Regions from separate parts of the Mus musculus genome. Here regions 1, 3, 4, 5 and 6 are each linked to region 2. The links are chromatin contacts, called in public Hi-C, HiCAR-type and promoter capture Hi-C maps. All regions are on one chromosome and are shown on one strand. The core of a region is the stretch at or near the end of the contact, and the rest is flanking DNA. Distances in the headings are between cores, read along the strand shown.

Region 1 (3,411 bases), core at 582-3,081, 2.3 Mb after region 2:
GCAGCCTGTGAGTTCTACACAGGGAAACCCTGTCTTATAAAAACAAAAAACAAACAAAACTACCTGATTTCATTAGGCAACCGAGGATCACAGATTTGGTATAGACTTCCCTTCAGATATCTGTCCCAGTGCTTCAGAGCAATGCTAGGAAGCACACGAGGAACATATATTTTCATTAGCAGTACCCCGGAAATCAAGAGCCTTGTGCATGGAAGCAGCCATTAAGCCACACCCACAACCGCTGGGAACTCCCATTTTCTCATAAACCCAGGGCCGTAGTTTCTGACTTGGAAATGTGGGCATGAACATTTCTCTTGCAAGATTACTACTGAGATTAGACAAAGTTTGTATAGTGCCAGCGTGGTGTTTAACGGGTAAATTAAAGTCAAAGGTATATTTAAGAAAAGTAACTTGAGGGCTGGGTGTGGTGGTGCACACCTTTGATCCCAGCACTAGGGAGGCAGAGGCAGGCAGATTTCTGAGCTCGAGGCCAGCCTGGTCTACAAAGTGAGTTCCAGGACAGCCAGGGCGCCAGGGCTACACAGAGAAATCCTGTCTCGAAAAACCAAAAAAAAAAAGAAAAGAAAGAAAGAAAAGTGACTTGAAAGCAGCAGTAAGGCTTCCTTAAATTACCTGAAAACTGAGGTACTTTCTTTCGCTTGTGACTCAAAATTCCAACTACTGATTTAATAAACTCACCCATCCTCCGCTAAGGAATCCACTAAACTGCTCACACAAAGGACAACCAACCAGGGAGCCTGCAACCCATAAATTTAAACATTTTCTTTAAAATCCTTCTAAACCACACAAAGCAGAAACACAGCCATAAAAAGGAAACCCAGTTATTATCTAGAAGGTTTCTGGTATTTCCCTCGGGGATCAATAAGGGGATTTATTTATTGCTAGGGTACTAACGAAAGCAGCCATGGTATGTGACAGCTTAAACTAGTTATTTCCTACAGCTTTGGAGGGTACTATGTAGTTCCAGGCACTAAGAAGACATTCAAGTCATTGCTAGTGTTCTGTGGGTCAAGTGGACTAGAGTGTAGTCCTAAAAGCAACCAGTTAAAGGGAGGGTAATCTTATCTGCCTACTCAATTCTGGGATTTGGAGTGTTTTACAAAGATACCCCCAGCAGTGCAAAGGGAGCCTGGTGTATCCCGCTAAATAAGGCCACTTGCTCCCGTGTCACAGATCCTTTGAGTGACACATATGGGTAGGTACACTATTGTTTCAGAACGTACCCCCTTTTAACACCCAAGGTGCAGAATAACCTTGGATAGGCCAAGGATAATGTAAAGGTTCTTCTTTTAAGAACAAAGATATTTAACCATTTTCCAGTCTATCCGTTGGGGGAGTGGTTCAATTAAAAGAGCATTTCTTAGAAGGTAGGGAAAAGTTAGTTTCACTTTTCTTTGCTACCATTCCCGGTTTCTGTGCTGGCTTTCCCTAGGTATGCTCGTCCCTACGGCTAGGACCAGGGAACCCATCAGCCACGCAGTTGATCCTCCTGGGGCATCCTGGAGGCTGTAGGTTCTACGGCACTGCATCTCTGTCCCAGCATGTGCTCACCCACCGGAAAAGACAAGAGGGACCCCAGGCACAGTCGCCTTGGCGGGAAAACTCCAGGCACTTCCCATCGGAACACTGCAACAAGAGACACTTAGAGATCTTCAACGACACTTACTTCTTGCTTAGTTTCTGCTCGCCATCCACTTTGACTTCACTCTCCTGCAGCGTGGCCATCTTCCCCACTGGCCCGACCCAGAAAAAAAAAAATTATGACTAGCGTAGAACTAGAACTTCCAGGTCGTGGCTCTAAGTCCTGCCTCTTCCGGGAAAGAGGGCGGGCCCTCGGCCGGACTCTCGCTGCGCAGGCGCAGTGCTGGGCTCCTCCGGCGGAGAGTCCGTCTTAGTGGTGTCGTTTCTGCGCTTTACTTGTACAGCGGGGCGACAGGTATGGCGGAGGCGATGGATCTGGGTAAAGACCCCAATGGGCCCACTCACTCCTCCACTCTGTTCGTGAGAGAAGACGGCAGCGCCATGTCGTTTTACGTGCGGCCCAGCTCGGCCAAGCGCCGGCTGTCGACGCTCATCCTGCACGGCGGCGGCACCGTGTGTCGGGTGCAGGAACCCGGAGCCGTGCTTCTCGCCCAGCCCGGGGAGGCGCTGGCCGAGGCTTCGGGCGACTTCATCTCCACGCAGTACATCCTAGACTGCGTGGATCGCAACGAGAAGCTGGACCTGGAGGCCTATCGGCTGGGCCTGACGGAGCAGGCGTCCGATCCGAAGCCCGGGGCTTCCACCGAGGGCTCCACGGAACCGGAGCCGCAGCCCCTGACCGGGCGCATCGCCTACACCGACGCGGAAGATGTGGCCATCCTGACCTACGTGAAGGAGAACGCCCGTTCGCCCAGCTCGGTCACAGGCAATGCCTTGTGGAAAGCGATGGAGAAGAGCTCGCTCACGCAGCACTCCTGGCAGTCGCTCAAGGACCGCTACCTCAAGCACCTACGGGGTCAGGAGCACAAGTACCTGCTCGGGAACGCCCCGGTCAGCCCGTCCTCCCAGAAGCTCAAACGGAAGGCGGAGCAGGACCCCGAGGCCGCGGATAGCGGAGGTGAGGCCGGCACCTTCGGGGCTCCGGGGGGCGGGGCTGCCTGCCTGTCAGCGAGCGTCTTTTTGGGCGCCGTGGGTGGCATAGCTCAGCCCCTCTTCTCTGTTGAGGTCCGAAGCGAAAGTGCACCGTTTCCTCTTATCCCTTGTTTTCTGGTTTTAATTTGTCTTTTCATTTAACTTTTCCTTCCCGTTGACTGGATGTTTGTTCGTTGATGGATTTGGGTTTGGGAGGGCGGGGAACTTGAGTCTCTTCGCTGTGTCGCCCAGGCTGTCCCCAAACTCTATGCCTGAAATATTCTCCTGCCTTCGGAGTGACTGAGACTACGGAACAGTAACTAGTTTACAAAAACGGCTCTGTGTTCAAAAGGAACACAGTACAGTATATATGGAAATCTTCTACCCTTCCTACCCACCATACCCAGGAGGTAACAGGGTAACCTGTTTCTGTTTTCAGAAATTTCAAAGATATTTTCCCTTCCCCCTTTTTCCTTCCTTCCTTCCTCCTCTCCTTTTCTCCTTTTCCTCCACCTCTTCTTGCGCCTCCTCCTCCTCCTCCTCCTCTTCTTCTCATCCTCCATCTTTTTTATTTGAGAAAAGGCCCCTGGCCGTTCATTTTAAGATATTGCCTATATTCTGGTCTTACTCAATATAAACTATGTGAATGGCATGGCAGGTCAGTTTACTTTCCGTATTTTGGCTTAACTGAATGTACTTCTATATAAAGAGGAAAGTTGCTTTGTGGTCTTCTTAGGTGAGGTGAATTTCTAAGCACTTGAGGTTAAGATCTGGCTG
Region 2 (3,172 bases), core at 362-2,861:
GTGCCAACTTAAGGAAGAAGGAATTTCAAACTTTGATGTGTGTGTGTGCACGTGTGCATATGCATTTGCAAGGGCCACAGTACAAGCGTGGAACAGTTGTGGGTACTCTTTCATGCAAGTACCAAGGATCAACTTATACCAGGCTTGGCCACAAGGGCCTCTAAATGCCTAGCCACCACATGAGCCTTCCTCCTCGTCATTCAATCCAGCTCCTAGCCTACCTGGTGCTTACTTGCAGAGGACCTGGGTTCAATTCTCAACACCCCCACGGTGGCTCACAACGGCCCAATAACTCTAGTTCCAGGGGATCTGAAACCCTCTTTGAACTCCACAGGCACCAAGCACACTCATGATGCAGATATGCCTGGGACCCTAGATAAAGGGTCTAGGCAAAACACCATACACATAAAATAAATATTTAAAGAAAAAAAAAAGGAAACCTCGTTATCAGTAATTTAAGGGTTCCACATGAAATAATTTTCATAGACTACACTTCGTTTTGGGAAGTGTTGGCACTTTAAACCACAAAAGGTTACATATAATTGGGACCTGATCCCGATTAGAGCCTAAATTAAGTGGATCAGAGTCTACTTAAGGACTCTAGAGGCTCGGGTCTTGTTAGAAACCAGAGGCACAAGAAGAAAAAGAGAAAGGCTACGAAAGTAATCAGGGGAAGAAAGCATTGTTTTTATCAAGTGAAAATGTTAAGAAGCCGCGTGACTTAAACACAAGGATGCGGTGAAGTTCCCCCACGAAGGTCAAAAAACCTTGAAGGGTGTGAGATGTTAACAAATGTACCGACTAATATTTTACTAAGCTGGAAAAAGACATGCATATGGAAATGGAAAAGTCTGACTGAAACAATGAAACACAGGTTGATTGTTTGATGGAGGGATTATACTGTTTTGTTCTCGTAAGAACAAAAAAACAAAAACAAAAACAAAAACAAACAAAACCAGAACAAACACCAAGAAGGCACAACAAAAGAAATGACAGTCTCCTCCCGGGAGCCATTCAACAACAACAGACTGTACACAATAAGCCCCCGTAGCCTCCCCCTGACATCAGTCGGCCGCAGCCCTGGTCCGGTCCGCATCCTAGCTCAAGTTCAAGGTCCTGAGGGCCACGCCTGACCCCAGGACCCGGAAGAGGAGCGCTCCCTCGGGCTCTCCTGGTCTGACTCACCCCGCAGCAACCGCGGCGGTGGGGACAAGGCCTCCCTCAGGGTCCCGACCCGACCGCACTGCAGAGGGGTGTCTCCTCAGTGCCCGGCTCATGCCGGGGGCAACAGCGACGCCAGCACCTGTCTAGGCGGTCCCACCTCCTCCCACGGCCGGAGCCCGACCTCAGGCCTGACCCCGACTGCCAGGGCTTCCCCCGCTGACACGGCGCGGACGGCTTGTCCTCACGGTCCTACAGACTAACGCTGGGGTTCCGTAAAAGCGGGACGTAGATGGAAGAGGGAGACAAAGATGCTTAGGTCTAAGGAGGGCACGCTCACCTGGAGGGATCCGGACGTGAAAACGGAAGAAGCCGACTTCCGAGGAGCCGCTCGGCATCCAAAATGGCGACTCCCTCGACCTCCCCACCGCGGACTCGAGCGGAGGAATCCAAGGGGGCGGTGTTAGCCACGCCCTACCTAGCAGGGATTGGCTGCGCACACAACAAGGGGCGGAGCGAGGGACTATTTCCCACGGCGGAGGCGTGGGACCTGACTTGTGACACTTAACGTCACGCAGTGGGTTGAGTCATTTGCTAAGGGCGCGCCTTGCAATTTGCCCCGGGCGCGGCGGGGCGGGTGGAGGCTTCTCCTGGATTCTGTGCCCGGTACCCTTGTTCCAGATTCTTCCAGCCCCTGGAAAAACCGGCTGCAGACTGTCTCGCAAACGCCCGCGGATCCGAGCGGAGTCTGGCTTCCCCACTTAGCTCACCGGTCGGTCGGTCGGTCGGTCGGTCGGTCCTGGGACTCCGACCTCGGAGGGATGGTTGGGCGAGATTCAGCGCTGTGGAGCCGACTTTCCTCCACCGCCTCTCTTTCCACCGACACTGTCCGCCCCGCACCTTCACTAATGTACTCTGCACAGCCTCCACTCTCGCTCTTATTTTGTATCTGTATTCAGAGGCTTTTCTGGGCTTGAAAGCGAGAAAGAGCCTTCCTGTTCTCTGGCTCTTGGCCCTGCTATGAGGCCACAGCTATCAAGACCAAAACTGTGGCTTGTCTTGGGTCAGTGGTAAAACGAGGACTGCAGGTTACTTTGGGAGGATAATATGAATTGAAAATAACTGGCTTGTAACCATGTGCCGCTGTTCAAAGCTCCAGGATACTAGGACCTTAGAATTACACAATATTTGGTTCCCATAAAATGTTCAGATCGTTCCCCCAGCAAAATATTTGCATAGAAAAATTGTAGTTCTGCAATGAGATCATGACATTTGTGGCTAACACTTTCTACACACACAGTCCCAACAACAAAGTACAATGATAGAAAAATTTCCCCTGAAGCACAAATTAGTTTATTGGGCTCATTTACAGACCATAGGTGACAAGTCACTTAACAAGCAAGTGAGTAATCACTCTCCTTCAAATAAGCTTGCACTGGAAAGTATCCAGTAGAAATGAAGGCTTCCTGGCATGGATGGAGCCCACTTCCCTACTGCTCTCCAGCCCACACTCTAGCCCCTCCCCAGGCTACACGTAATTAGGGCGGAAGTACGTTCAACAGCTGGTATCGATTGCAGGCATACCCAGGTGAGGGTTCCAAGACCCTCTTGGCCCCTCCTTCAAATATGATGATCTTTGGGCACAGCTACATTCCTGAAGATGGCTGTTGTTTGGCTCCGATGATAGAAAAGTATCGCAGCACTTAAGGGGCAGGTTGTTCATATTTAAAGTGCCTAGGGACAACCCAACCGAAGGTGCGAATGTGTGTGGACATTGTTTAGATACAGTTTCAAACTAACCAATCCTTTTTTTTTTTCAGATGAATGTCATTAGATAATAAAGGCATACATATCAGATATTGTTATTTTGTATAAAATCTTTTCATGTAAGAAATGCCTATGTGTATAAAGGTAAAATGGCAGCCATAAAGCTTCAGTTTGTTTGTTTAATGGTGATGAGGACTGGAGTGTCCTTGCTAGCTTTATTATGTTTTCAGATACTGAAGTCAGG
Region 3 (3,553 bases), core at 530-3,029, 2.3 Mb before region 2:
GGGCGTCATTTTTCTGTTTTACTTTTTATTTTGTCAATCTTCTACTCTAATTTGTAAATTAAATTTAGCCTGGCCTGGACACACACCTGCACTGGGGCGCAGAGGCAGGAGGTTCAGGTGTTCAAGGTCAGCCTAGACCAAATCGAGTTTGAAGCTAGTCTGGCCATAATGAATGAGTGGATGAACGGATGGATGAATAAACAAACACTGAACTGAACCGAACACAAGTGTGGGAGTGTAAGATAAATATGATAATGCTTGTGCTCTGTGCTGTCTGCGGCTGCAGTGGAGGGGGCTTGGAACATTTATCCCTCATGCATAAATGGAGACCGAAGCAGACACAGCCTTACCAGCTGTTGAAAACCCTCCCTCGCTGGCTCTCCCAGCAACTCATCGCAGAGCTTAGAGAACACTGGGATGACCCTGTACAACGGCAGAAGCATCCTTCCCTCCCTCTGTGCTTTTAGCAAGGCGAGATCCTGAGTGCATTTGCAGAGTCTGAAATAGTTTTAAAGGGAAAGGAACTCCAAAAAGTTAAGTCCCGCCCCAACAGAGGAAACACCTAAACCTAATTGCTGCCCAGAACTCAGAGCCAGGCCCTGTTGGGAAGTACTTAGCCCTGGAGGCTACTTGGCCAAGAACGCAGTAGATGCCAGTCAAACACTAGACAATAATGTGGTGGTAACTGCCAAGGACTCTCCCCTGCCTTCCCCTGGGCTGATGGCAAAGTGAGGAGACTGTCACAAAAATGGACCAATTAACAAATCGGATTTCCTGCTCCAGGGTCACAGTAGAAACTTTCCAGAGCCAGGTAGACTGGAATTAGGCTCCGATTCTGTTACACTCCTTCTCAGCTACGCTCCCTGTACCCATCTCCACATCTTCCCGTTTTGTTTCACAAAGTGGTGATACCCCTTTTAAAAATCTGCGGTTTGGTTTGTTAGTTTGTTTGAGACAGTCTCTCTTCATTATGTAGCTCTGACTGTCCCGAAACTGGATCTATAGACCAGGCTACCTTGGAACTTAAAAGAAATTTGCCTGCCTTTGCCTCCAGGGTGCCACCAAGCCCAGCAGTGGTCCCTGTAAATTGCCTGCTTGCATTTCTAAATGTTAGCAACGTATTTCCAAATGGTTAAATACTATCTGGCCTAGGTTGGGGATGTGCACAGAGCTCAGGTGGTAGAGAGTTTGTCTAGTATGCAGGAAGTCCTGGTTTCAATTCAATTCCCAGAGCCGTAGAAATCAGGCGTGGTGATATGCACTTAGAATCCTGGCACTTAGGCAGTGGAGGCAATAAGACCCCAAGTTCAAGGCTATCCTTCACTATACAGCAGCTTTAAGGCCAACCTAGGACACATGTTACCCTTTTTCTAAATAGTCCAAACGCGGTACAGGGAGTGGCAGCTCTGTTAAGGAACGGTGTAGAAGGGGCAATGCTAGAGTTGCCCACGGGTGAACTTGGGCTGCAGAATAATCTGCATCGCTGGTTCTGAGAAGAAGTTCTCCTTCCAGAGACTAACCGAGGCTCATCCAGGTTCCTAACCACCTCACTTTTCCTCTTTGAGGCAAGGAACAAAACTCACAGCCAGCCCCTACATCCTCCTCAGAGTAAATCAGACTGGAGTTGGCGCCACACTCACCCGCCATGGCTCCAGATGTTGAGGGAGGATCGTAATACCGAACGCTGATTGGCTGAGCAGCTGGTTGCCAAGACGACCCTAAAGCTCTTCGGAGAGATCCTTAGGGCTGGCTACAGGCTAGGCTAGTAAGAGCTGAGCCTTGGGGTATGGGCTGAGCGAAGGCTTTATATCCTGCTTATGCCCGCCCAGCCCACTGTGCAGAGCAGCCAGCGAGGGCGGGGCTGGACTCCAGAACCCAGAGGCATCTTGGGAAGATACCAAGTTTTTGGCAGGGAGAAGCAGTTTGGGGCTGGACTAGGACTCCTGTATATGGAAGTCAAAAGGGTTCCCCGGGAGCAAGGGAGTGAGAGAGAATTTGAGGATATGGGGACATATTGAATAAATTCATCTGCTCCCTGTCCCAAGACCTCCTGGGTACAAAATGGAAATTTCCAACAGAATTTTTCGAGCTTCGTGGGACCTGCCTACATAATCAGCCTGTGTAGATTAGTCCTCACTCAGCCGTGGGAAGTCACCTTTGCACGCTAGGGGAAGGGTGGGGCAGCAAAACGGATGGGCTCAAATTTTGCCGACTCACTGTGACTCTAGACTGAAAGTTCAGAGAGACTTGTCCTCGTGTGAAATGAATTCGTGCTGCGTTCTGCTCTTAGAAACTGCAAAAACTGCTCCCTGGGTATACACACTTGGGTCTCCTCAACTTTGCCCCCGGTGACCAGGTAACGGGGAACTCATCTGTGCGACTCTCTAGGAAGCCAGAGCAAAGCTGGCAGGAGACAGCAGCCACAGGGAAGTGTTTCTCTGTGTAGCCCTGGCTGTCCTGGAACTCACTCTGTAGACCAGGCTGGCCTCGAACTCAGAAATCCACCTGCCTCTGCCTCCCAAGTGCTGGGATTAAAGGAGTGCGCCACCACGACTAGTACATGCTTTTAATCCCATCACTTGGGTGCCAGAAGCAGGCAGATCTCTGAGTTTAAGGCCAGACTGGTCCACATAGCTAGTGCTAGAACAACAGCCAGGGCTACATAGGTGAGACCCTGTCTCAAAAACAGAGAAAGAAAGAAAAAGGGTTGGAATAAAGACCCTACATGTATGTGTGTGCCTTGGTCAAGCTCCCAAAGTAGGGTAGACATTATAACAGATTGCCATCATTAAAAGAGCTCAACTTTCCTGTTATCTGATAAATTCTGACAGTGAGGGAAAGACACACGTGCAGTCTCCTGTGGTGACAGGCTAGTGACAGCCCTTGTGATGGATCTCAGTGGAGTCTCATTCCGGTTAGGGCAAAGCCGAAGTAACACAATGGGCTATAAGAGGGAAGAAAGAAATATCAGCTGCAGCAGGCAAAGAGACCAAGGACAATTTTTAAAGCAACGCACTTCCCAAACAAAGAAAAGGTGAGAACTTATTAGGGAGGCAGATTCTTGTTCCTATGGGGGAGGTACTTTGGGGAGGGTACATTCCTGCACATGCCCAGTTTGCACCACAAAGCTTTATCTGGAAATAAAAGGATACCCTGAAGGTTTCTTAACACAGGGACCCTTGACCCTTGAAGGCTTGGCCTTGCTTAACTACTACAGTTGAAGATACGTGAGACCTCATTTCAAAAATCAAAAATAGGAGCTGGGGATATAGCTTCATCAGGAAAGGCTATCTGCTTTCTCACTGGATGCTGTGTGACCAGGCAGCTTCGTCTGCGATGTCAGACTCTCCTCTCAAACAACGTGCTAAAGTAGTTTCCACAGGCTGCTTCTGTCTCAGCATCAGACAAATACCAAACACACCACACTACAATGTTCAACATTGGGTTTTCTGGTGTTTCCTTACAGTTTGTGCCTGAGGGTCATCTCTCAGCTGTAAAGAAATACCAACATAAAAACCACAGTTTATTCCGGAGCCATTTTGAGTGGCCACGG
Region 4 (3,129 bases), core at 537-3,036, 2.3 Mb after region 2:
TTTTTTTTTTTTTTCTTATTAACCTCCCTCCCTTCCCATCTTTAATGAAGAGTGAAGCCCAGGGGCCGGGCGTGGTGGTGCACGCCTTTAATCCCAGCACTGGGGAGGCAGAGGCAGGTGGATTTCTGAGTTCGAGGCCAGCCTGGTCTACAAAGTGAGTTCCAGGACAGCCAGGGCTACACAGAGAAACCCTGTCTCAACAAACAAAACAAAACAAAAAACAACAAAAAAAGAGTGAAGCCCAGAAGACAAGCTATTTCTTCAAGATCAACACAAATGATAAGTTAATGAATGTGGCCATTCTATGTTTTACACTGTCCTCTCAGATTTCAGCTTGCTTTGGGCATGTTAGCACCTTACAAGGTTTCTTTTGAGACAAATGTTCTTTTCCTCCGTTTCTAATCTACCTCACTCCAGCAAATTTCCAAAGTCTCTCACTGAAAGCTCTCACAGCAGCTGTGTTTAAGGGTGTGGGCATGGAGTTATACTTTCTAGGTTTCAATCTCAGTTTTAATACAGATGAACTGTGTGATTCCTGGGTAATTAGTTTTCACATCTGTTAAAACATGACTAATAGTATTTAACATTTTTTTTTCTAGACAGGGCTTTTCTGTGTAACAGTCCTGGCTGTCCTAGGACTTGCTCTGTAGACCTGGGTGCCCTGGAACGCACAGAGATCACCTGCCTCTGCCTCCTTTGTGCTAGGATTAAAGGCACGTGCCACCTAGCTAGTATTTAACATCTCTTATAAATACTTAAAAAGGCAAATGTCTATATACTGTGATTAGCATTCAGAAGATACAACATTTGGTGATCTGGGAAATTTGTATTGGTGGCAGAAGAGAAGCAATGTAACGGGCACACCAAGCCACTTCCATACAACCTAACAGAACATTATGCAGATCAGATCTGAAAGAGGCCTACAGTTGGCAGAAGAAATTCTCTCACTCTTGGCTGTTAGCGCTCACTGGATATAGCTCGACTTCAGTCGATTATATAAAAAGCTCCGTAGATGAGCTCACGCGATGGCTAGAGATGGCAGAGCATTTGTAGAATAAACAACAGAATTGTTTTTTTTGTTAGTTTGTTTTTTTTCTGAGCTCTGATGCGATGTTTTGGCAAGGTATTTCTAAGACTTCTGCAAAATGCAGGCACATTTTGCAGTAAATGGTAATGACTATTCTGGCAGGGGCTGACAGAGATTGTAACTTTCAAGTCTAACGCAGAGAAGTCTTGTATTTCTAGAAGGAATCCCAGAATCCTGTTAGTTCCTGATAGGCATCACAGAAGTTTATTTTATGAAGGTAGCCATCTGCCATTAAATTCGAGGTACACATTAGAACTACAAAACAAGGGGACGAAGCGGTCCAAACTACATCACGTCATTCACGCAGTTGTCGAACGTTTCGATATTTTGGGTCCGCTGTAATTCATCTCTACAACCCCAGGGCTCCTTCATACGAAGCAGCTCACAACAGGTATTGCTTTGGCTAAAAATAACAGTGCAAAGGTTGAAAAAACAAACAAACACTTCTTTTCCCACCCTTCCTACCGCAGGGCTGGAGAGCCTAGCAGGGCTGAGACCCCTCCCCGTGGGAGCAGTGGACACAGGTCCTCACAGTCTCCCCCCACCGCCCTCCCCTCGGCCAACTGTGTAGAGCTAACCCCGAGACGCCGATCCGGAGTCCCTCACACCCTATTATCCACGCGCCGCAACCTCCACGCGATGCCCCTCTACCGCCACGCTCGTTTAACCAGGTTGCGCAGCGGAAGTGACGCCCTAGAGGGCCGCTCCGGTCAAGCTCTGCCCGCAAAGCACGCTGGTCTTTGTAGTCTGTGGGAACGGTGCAAAGGGGAGGAAGCCGCCTCCGCAGCAAAGACCGACTTAGCTCGCATCTCATCAAAATTTTGAACAGAACTATAAGCAGATCCTCTGACAGTTTCTCACCTCAGTCATGGGCTTGGATGACCTGGCCCTCACTCATTTCTCTCATAACCCATTGTTATTCTTCAAATCGTTTCTTTTTTTTTTTTTTTTTTTTTCGAGACAGGGTTTCTCTGTGTAGCCCTGGCTGTCCTGGAACTTACTCTGTAGACCAGGCTGGCCTCGAACTCAGAAATCCACCTGCCTCTGCCTCCGGAGTGCTGGGATTAAAGGCATGAGCCACCACTGCCCGGCTCTTCAAATACAGTCTTATGGACATATATGCATGTATATATTTTAAAAGATTTATGTGCGTGTGCCTGTATCAATTGTCAATTTGTGCACATATGTGCATGCAAATGCCCAAGGCAGCTAGAAAAGGGTATTGGGAACTGGATCACGGTTGCAAGCTGCCTGACACACGGGTGCTGGGTACTGAAGCCTGGTCCTCTGTAAGAGCATCAATCCCTTGCAGCACTGAGCCATGTCTCCTGTACTGCAGTCTAAGTCTGCCTCCAGCCAAAAGGAACCTGCACTGGATCTGGTCTGGTTCTCCCTCAACTCTGCACTCAAGCCCTAAAGAAAATAAAAGGGATTTTTATGGAAGAAGTGACTTGACTTTTGTTCTCTGGTTGTTTCCAGTATTTCAGCACAATGGCTCATACTGAATAGACAGACATTAATATACATTTATTAGAGATTCTGACTGCAGGTGGGGCCGAGAAGTTGGCTTAGGAGTTAAGAGCACACCCTGCTCCCATGGGGCTGACCTTCGTTTTTCAGCCTCCGTGCTGGGCAGCTTACAGTGCCTGTAACTCTGGCTCTAAGGGACCCAACATCTCTGGCCTCAGGGCACCTGCACTCTAAATGCACACACACACACACACACACACACACACAATTGATAATAAAAATAAATCTTAAAAAGAATACAATGACAGAGCTCTAATTAGACCACTCATCAGACCAGCAGCCCGGGGGAGAAAAAGTAACACTGCATGGGTAAAGAGAGAAATGATTTATTTGGTAACGAGGAATAAAAAGAACTTCTTTAGTTCTTCTCTCTTGTGGAGGTTGGACTGCAGTGGCCAGATGGACGGCGCCACACAGGAATCGCTCCCTCAGACCAGATCTGCTGAGATGCAGACACCATAGTTGCATGTGCCTTCTAGACAGAGGGGCTGGCCTCTGTGCTCTCTGGGGTT
Region 5 (3,127 bases), core at 581-3,080, 2.4 Mb before region 2:
TCTGCTATGTGTTGGGGTGGCTCAAAAAACCTTCCTTGTGACTGATGAAAATGCTCACAGGGTTCATTAATTATCACTAAGAATTCAGTGAAGATAATCAGGCAGCCTGTATCAGATGTTCAGATGAAAGGATAGGTGGTTTCTGATAACACAAATGTAAATTCTAGGTCTGTAGGTTAAGCTTGCTAAAGGGCCCACCCCAGAGCTGCCTGCACTGGGGCCTCCCTTGCTCAGAGACTCTTCCCCAACTCCAGCATTCCAAGTCACAATAAAGTGCCCAAAATCACAGAGGCAAAACTTTGTTAGGGATTTATATGGGTACATCCGCAGGGTTTTAGGATTTGTGACCAGCTTTGTAGACACAGTAACATACATCAAGGCATCTTTAACACCTGAAAAACACTGCCCACGTGGCTGTTGGCATCAAAATCCCACACAGAATTAAAAATTATTTTCCAAGATGCGCACCCTGTGCTCAAATTGATATTTTAATAACTCGATTAAAAATTTCCCAAAAGTCTATTAAGAGTCAGGAAACAGTCTGTGGTGGAGGTGAGGATGTGTTTTTGCAACGGAAACTTTTAGCCCCCGAGAACAGAGCAGCCAAAAAAATCTCATTTACATGTTTTCCCTCCATTCTCCCTTAGCACAGTGAAAAAAATGAAAACCCGTGTGGAAGAGTATGTTTGCTTACTTCTCTCCCCCTACCCCACGCACGCGTGTGCATTACACACAAGCCATGTGGACTCACATGATCCCATTTTTAAATTGTCTTTTATTTTCCACTCCGGAGTAAATTCGACCATTCACTATCAGAGACATCATTATACATAAACTTAAACAACAACAACAACAAAAATCAAAGCCAGGCATGGTGGTACTCTTCTGTAATCCCAGCATTCGAAAAGCTGAGTCAGGAGAACTGCCCTAAAATTGAGGCCAGTCTAAATCTACACAGCGAATTGCAGGCCAGCTAGACCTACATAACAAAATCACCTGTCTAAATAAATAAATAAATGCAGTCGCCGTAAATTTGGTGTGGTGGGTAACGTGGGGGGAAAATATTTTCATTAAAAAGAATCAATAGCCGAGCATGGTGACTTCTGACCGGCAGGGGCAAGCACAGCTCTGTGAGTTTGAGGCCAGCCTGATCTACATAGTGAGCTCCAGGCCAGAGTGGGCCAACAGAAATCATCAACAACAAAAAAATCCACGAACAGGAACAACAACAACAAAATCCACAAACAAAACTTGGTAACTCGTGATGGTGGTGGTGGTGGTGAGTATGGCTTGCCCTTTCTTAATTAAAAAGTGAGTCTGATAGCCCCTTGACCAGCTCACTGCAGACACTGCTATGAAAAACCCCGAAGGGCCCGGTTGCTGTCCAAGCTGTGGAACTCCATTCCCCAGTGCTGAGCTCCAGCGAGCGGGCCTCGATCGCTGCAAGTCCCTGGAGGGCTTTTCCCCTCCTGGCTGACATCCAGGTCCCCCAGGGTCTGTGTCCTCCTAAGTACACCACGGAGCAGGGCCGGCCGCCTCAGGCTCGCCGCCACCAGGTCGAGGCAAAAAAAAAAAAAAAAAAAAAAAATCTTTTCCCTTCTCAGGGCCCCAGAAGCCAGGCCGCCTCCCTCCACCCTCCCTGCTGGCTGGCGGGGCCCTTTCCCAGCCCGGGATCAGCAGCGGCCGCAGCAGCGACGGCAGGAAGCGAAGCCCTTGTTGATGCTGTTCCGTGGCGCGCCTGTCCGCCCTCCGCCGGCCGCCAGGCTCTTCCGGGCTCCCGGACCTCCCCCCCTCCGCGCGTGCGCAGTGCCCCACGAGGGGGCGGGGCTCAGATTCCTGTCAGCGGCGCCGGCGGTGGCGGCGGCCGTCAGTGTGCGCTGAGGAGAAGCCCGAAACGGACCCGTTTGGCTCTCCCTCTTCCCCTTTCCCCGGTCCGAAGCTTCTGGTCTCTGGACTCACCGGGAGTCAGTTCTCCACTCCGCAGAGCTGTTCCCTCCACTCCGCCGCCCTTCTCATCGCTCGGCCGGGTGGGAAGTGACTGCCCTCGAGGAGGAGGAGGAGGCAGCGGCTGCCGCCCTCGCCTCACCGCCCCCGGTTCGGTGCCCGCGGATCCCGGAGAGGAGGTGCCGCCGCCACCGCCGCTCCCCCCCTCCCGCTGCCCTCGGGCCGGGCTGGGTCGAGCTGCGATGCCCTCGGACTTCATCTCATTGCTCAGCGCGGACCTAGACCTGGAATCGCCCAAGTCCCTGTACTCGCGAGGTGAGTCAGATGGGGGGGTGGGGGGGTGGGGCGTGGGGGCGGGGAGCGCGAGCGCGCGGAGTCCCGGGCTGGGGTGGGGGGGTCCCCCGTCGGGGCCGGGCTCGGGCGGGCTTGCCCCTCACGAGAGTCCTGGGCTGGCCGCGGAGGGCCAGGGGTGATCCCGGAGCTGCCGAGCGGCGCCCCCCTCCCCAGCGCGGCGCGGCGCGGCGGCGCGGCGGGGGGCTTAGGGTCCGCGCGCCCCCCAGAGTCCTCTGCGGTCCCGGAGGTTCGCAACCTGCCGGTCGGCGGGTCCGGACTCCACCACACTCGGCGGACTGCCGGCCCAGTCCTCCCCCGGCTCGGGAATCACCCCACTGGTCCCGCTGCTGGGGACACCGGGGAGGGGGGGTGGAATCGGGGCGCCGCGGCTCGTGTCCCCCGGACTCTCCTCTTTGGCAAAGTTGCCCCACGCCGGGCTGCGTGGCCCCGAGGGGCTTCGGAGCTCAGGGTCACCATTTTTTTTTTTTTCTCCCTCTGGTCTTGTTTGTGCGCGGTCGTCCTACTCCCCCCCCTTCCCCGGCCTAGTCCACTCCCTCCCCATGTCGGGACGGCCCCCCTCGGCCAGGCGTTCTTCCTTTCCTCGTCATCTTCTTGCCTGGAAAAGGCCCCAATCTTCTTTCTCTCTTTCCACCTCCGTGACATTCTAATTACTTCTCTTTTACAAAGATAGGGATGCCCTCCTTGGAGTACTTGTATTCCTCTCCCTGGAGTACCAGGCTCGGGCACAGTCCTGCCCTTTGAGAAAAATTCTCTTCTGTTGCTGTTCAAGGGCTTCGTGCAGAGAGGAGGCAATGAACAGAAAATCCCATTTAAAACTACTTTGGCTAAG
Region 6 (3,312 bases), core at 338-2,837, 2.2 Mb after region 2:
TGTTTTTAAGAAAAAAGCTATTTGGTTGACTAGAGAAAAATTTAAATAAGGCCTATTTAAATAACATCCCTTTATCCGTGTTATGGATTTTAGAAGTGATCTGACTTGGGGGCACCGTGACAGTGACAGGACACACATCCCTGGTTCAGAAGTTTTGAGCTCAAGAATCCTAATGTCTCGTCTTCCGCAGTGCAGGAAGTTAAATTGTGATGTGTACACACATGCACATTGATGTGACCAAGGCTGTAAAACCAGAATAGTCCTGCTTTGCATGAGACATCCATCAACACCAGCCAAATATACAACTGTGGCCCCATAATCTAGCCTACCATCTAGGCCTACCTAACCCCACCTATGATGGTCTCACAAGTGCCTAATGAGCCTCAGCTTTTAAGTAGACATGTGACTTTTACCACCCGAACTAAGCATATGGGTACTTGTTATTCTCTGTTTCGCCTTCTCAGGTTTGGAAATCTCCTTAATAGTTGGGAGAGAAGTAAGAAAATGAGTTAGAACAGACTCACTGAATCCTAGGAAAGAAAGAACCCTTCATCTTTTGGAGAAGGTCGCCAGAATGCTGTGTGTCTGTGTGTTTACTTATTTGTAATCACTTTCAGATTTGTTTGTTTATTTATATATGTATTTATTTGTAATCACTGTCAGGTGGGACACTAGTACTTCTGGAAACAATCTGAACTCCCAGACTCTTTTCTTGTGGGCAGGATCACAAGCTAACATCTTCAGCTGCCACAAAACAAAAAGGCAGCCACCTTGTCAGCTACTACACAGGCAGGTCCCAGGTGTCCACCGAGAGGCGCCTGGCAGTCGCTGCCCAGTAGATGAGACTCACAGGTGTCTGGTCGAAGGTTGCAGTCAGCAATCCCACCCGTCATCCTCTTTTACAACGTCACTGGGTTAGTTTCTCTTTGCGGCAGTGTCCTAATACCCCTACCCCCCCACACCCCACCCCACCCCCGCCTCTGTCGTCTTGCCTTCAAAAACCCAAAGCAATCATGCCCTCCCCTGAGGGCCTTTATTAATAACCTCAGGGGATCATTCTCTTCTCCACAACTTTCTGAATTGTAGCAGTTCTACAATGTAAATGTAACTTTAAAAGCCCTCCTGGCAGAAGGCGGCGAAGCCCGGGTAAGAGCTAAGAGCAATTTAGAAGTTCTGTCTTAAGTTCTTCTAGGTGCGGGTGGGGGAATCCGCAACAGGTCTGAGCAGGCTGGTGGGAAAGTGGGTGTAGGACAGAGTCAGAGGACAGCGTCAGCACACAGGCTCTCAGAGGAAGGATACTAGCAGTCACTAGGACTGGACAGCCGTCGCCCCAAGTGCGATTCCAGGGCTGCCTCGGCCTCGCCCTGGGAGGCAGGCGACAGGTGCGCAGTGCGCAGGCGCGGGGCGGGGCGTACCTGGGAAGGAGCAGAGCGAAGTGGAGTTGGGGCACAGGGTCCCGTTGCCCACCCGCGGCACGAGCTTCAGGCTGAGGATCTGCTGCAGGAGCCCGGCTGAGCCGCCGCCACCGCCGCTCCCCTCGCGCTCCATCCCGCCGCCATCCACCGCCCGCCGCGCCGCGGAGTACCGCACCTCCGCAGCCACGGCGTCACCTTTGGCCGGCCCTCTTCTCCCGCCCACTCCAACGGCGCTGCTAGAGTAATCGTTTCTCCTTCCAATCACAGGGCGCCGCAGATGGAGGGGGCGGGGTAACGGTTGTTCCCGCCCCCTGGCGCTGCGTTCGATTAGAGAAACCCACGGCATGCTGCGCCCCTAGTGGCAAGTTTCTTCTGCTCCATCTGGGTGTGTTGGGCTCTGCCCTCTTTAGTGCCACCTTTAAGTAGGACAAGTCCGGTGAGATTGCTCAGCGGGTAGAGGCGAGGTGTTTGCCTCCAAGCATGAAGGATTTGCCTTCCATCCCTAGGACTCATATGGTGAAAGGTGAGAACCAACTCCCATGGTTGTCTTTTTACCTTCACATACACATAGACTCACATACATTTTAAAATAGTATACAAGGATACATCACCAAAAATAAAAATTAAGTGACCACTAGCCTACTCAAATTTCTCTGTAGGACTGAATATGTATTGACAGAGAACCAGCCTAGCTGCACATCCCTAGATTCCAACCCCAGTTGCTTAGCCTGTCAAAGTCTATAGGTTCGCTGGGCGGTGGTGATACGTGCCTTTAAACTCAGCACTCAAGAGGTAGAGGCAGGCAGCTTTCTGAGTTCGAGGCCAGCCTGCTCTACTGAATAAGCTCCAGGACAGCCAGAGCTACATAGAGAAACTCTGTCAAAACCAAAACCAAAGCAAATACAAGACAAAACAAAAGACTGTAGGTTCAACTTCCGAACAACCAACAAGCAAAAATAAGACTTTTTAAATGGACCAAAACAGAGGCAGGCGGATTTCTGAGTTCGAAGCCAGCCTGGTCTACAAAGTGAGTTCCAGGACAGCCAGGGCTATACAGAGAAACCCTGTCTCGAAAAACCAAAAAGAAAAAAAGGACCAGAAATTCTCTAAGTCACAGAAGTTGAAACTTTTAGGAGCTGTGACCTGAGTTCCATCTCAGGAGCCCACGTGGTAAAAGAGAACCCATAACTGCAAGTTGTCCTTTGACCTGCACAGGTTCCCACACACATATGGCCATGGCTCTCCCTGGTTGTAAACTTGACGACGCCTGGAATGAACTAAAACCGCAATGGCTGGCGAAACCTGTGAGGGATTTAAAGTAGCAATACCTATAATCTGGATCTTTGAGGTGGAAAATCCACCTTTGATCTGAACCACGCCATCTACCGGTTTGAATATGCTTAGCCCATGCGAAGTGTGGCACGTATTAGGAGGTGTGGCCTTGCTAGAGGAAGTGTGCCACTGGGTAGGCAGGCATTGAGGTCTCCTAGTGTTTAAGCTCCACCCCAGTGCGGAGGAGACAGTTTCTCCTGCTGAGATTCTCTCAGCTCCCTCTCCAGCATGCCTGCTGCCCTGCTTCCTGTCATGATGATAATGGACTGAACCTCTGAAACTGTAAGCCAGCCCCAATGAAATGTTTGCCTTTATAAGAGTTGCTTCGGTCATGGTGTCTCCTCACAGTAGTAAAACCCAAACTAAGACACTGGCATTAGAACCTATTTAGAGATTCCAGTGTATACTGAAAGACCAGCGGGGTCATCCAGCCCCATGGACTGAACAACTCCTGGACTCTGGGCCTTCCATTAGTAGACAGCCATTGCTGGATTAGCTGGACCACTTCCTGTAAGCCACTCTATAAATCATATATATACATATATATATATATATGATACATTCA

The links. Promoter capture Hi-C pulls out the DNA fragments that hold promoters and counts their contacts. Hi-C and Micro-C count contacts between places; a contact is called where the count stands out from the background. HiCAR-type assays count read pairs that join an accessible place to other places. Capture Hi-C pulls out chosen DNA fragments and counts their contacts.
Region 1: a contact with region 2 is called in a Hi-C map of B cells, with 10 read pairs. The contact joins the promoter of Kars here to the promoter of Ist1 in region 2. A contact is called at or near these places in 1 of 39 promoter capture datasets (liver), 1 of 484 Hi-C or Micro-C datasets (B cells) and 1 of 9 other capture datasets (liver).
Region 3: a HiCAR-type map of astrocytes shows a contact between it and region 2, with 4 times the contacts expected there. The contact joins the promoter of Nqo1 here to the promoter of Ist1 in region 2. A contact is called at or near these places in 4 of 39 promoter capture datasets (cranial neural crest, frontonasal cranial neural crest, hippocampal neurons and 1 more) and 8 of 115 datasets of contacts at active chromatin or transcription factors (astrocytes, embryonic forebrain, embryonic hindbrain and 5 more).
Region 4: a promoter capture Hi-C map of liver shows a contact between it and region 2, with 2.1 times the contacts expected there. The contact joins the promoter of Adat1 here to the promoter of Ist1 in region 2. A contact is called at or near these places in 1 of 39 promoter capture datasets (liver) and 2 of 9 other capture datasets (adipose tissue and liver).
Region 5: a contact with region 2 is called in a promoter capture Hi-C map of pre-B cells, with 6 times the contacts expected there. The contact joins the promoter of Nfat5 here to the promoter of Ist1 in region 2. A contact is called at or near these places in 4 of 39 promoter capture datasets (the C10 cell line, cranial neural crest, hippocampal neurons and 1 more), 1 of 484 Hi-C or Micro-C datasets (B cells) and 4 of 115 datasets of contacts at active chromatin or transcription factors (astrocytes, bone marrow-derived dendritic cells, embryonic forebrain and 1 more).
Region 6: a contact with region 2 is called in a Hi-C map of CD8 T cells, with 4 times the contacts expected there. The contact joins the promoter of Tmem170 here to the promoter of Ist1 in region 2. A contact is called at or near these places in 1 of 484 Hi-C or Micro-C datasets (CD8 T cells) and 2 of 9 other capture datasets (adipose tissue and liver).

What each region holds. Positions count from the first base shown.
Region 1 is chr8:112,009,523-112,012,933 of GRCm38.p6, forward strand. Kars (lysyl-tRNA synthetase) reads right to left here and starts at 1,832. Exons shown (of 14, transcript NM_053092.3): 1 at 1,688-1,832. The coding sequence starts at 1,746. Terf2ip (telomeric repeat binding factor 2, interacting protein) reads left to right here and starts at 1,837. Exons shown (of 3, transcript NM_020584.2): 1 at 1,837-2,620. The coding sequence starts at 1,960.
Region 2 is chr8:109,691,683-109,694,854 of GRCm38.p6, forward strand. Ist1 (increased sodium tolerance 1 homolog (yeast)) reads right to left here and starts at 1,612. Exons shown (of 10, transcript NM_028018.2): 1 at 1,502-1,612.
Region 3 is chr8:107,401,426-107,404,978 of GRCm38.p6, forward strand. It overlaps Nqo1 (NAD(P)H dehydrogenase, quinone 1), which reads right to left and starts at 1,780. Exons shown (of 6, transcript NM_008706.5): 1 at 1,641-1,780. The coding sequence starts at 1,647.
Region 4 is chr8:111,990,516-111,993,644 of GRCm38.p6, forward strand. Adat1 (adenosine deaminase, tRNA-specific 1) reads right to left here and starts at 1,787. Exons shown (of 10, transcript NM_013925.5): 1 at 1,666-1,787. It overlaps Kars (lysyl-tRNA synthetase), which reads right to left. Exons shown (of 14, transcript NM_053092.3): 14 at 2,924-3,129. The coding sequence ends at 3,093.
Region 5 is chr8:107,291,640-107,294,766 of GRCm38.p6, forward strand. Nfat5 (nuclear factor of activated T cells 5) reads left to right here and starts at 1,831. Exons shown (of 15, transcript NM_018823.2): 1 at 1,831-2,259. The coding sequence starts at 2,187.
Region 6 is chr8:111,875,088-111,878,399 of GRCm38.p6, forward strand. It overlaps Tmem170 (transmembrane protein 170), which reads right to left and starts at 1,588. Exons shown (of 3, transcript NM_025781.2): 1 at 1,416-1,588. The coding sequence starts at 1,548.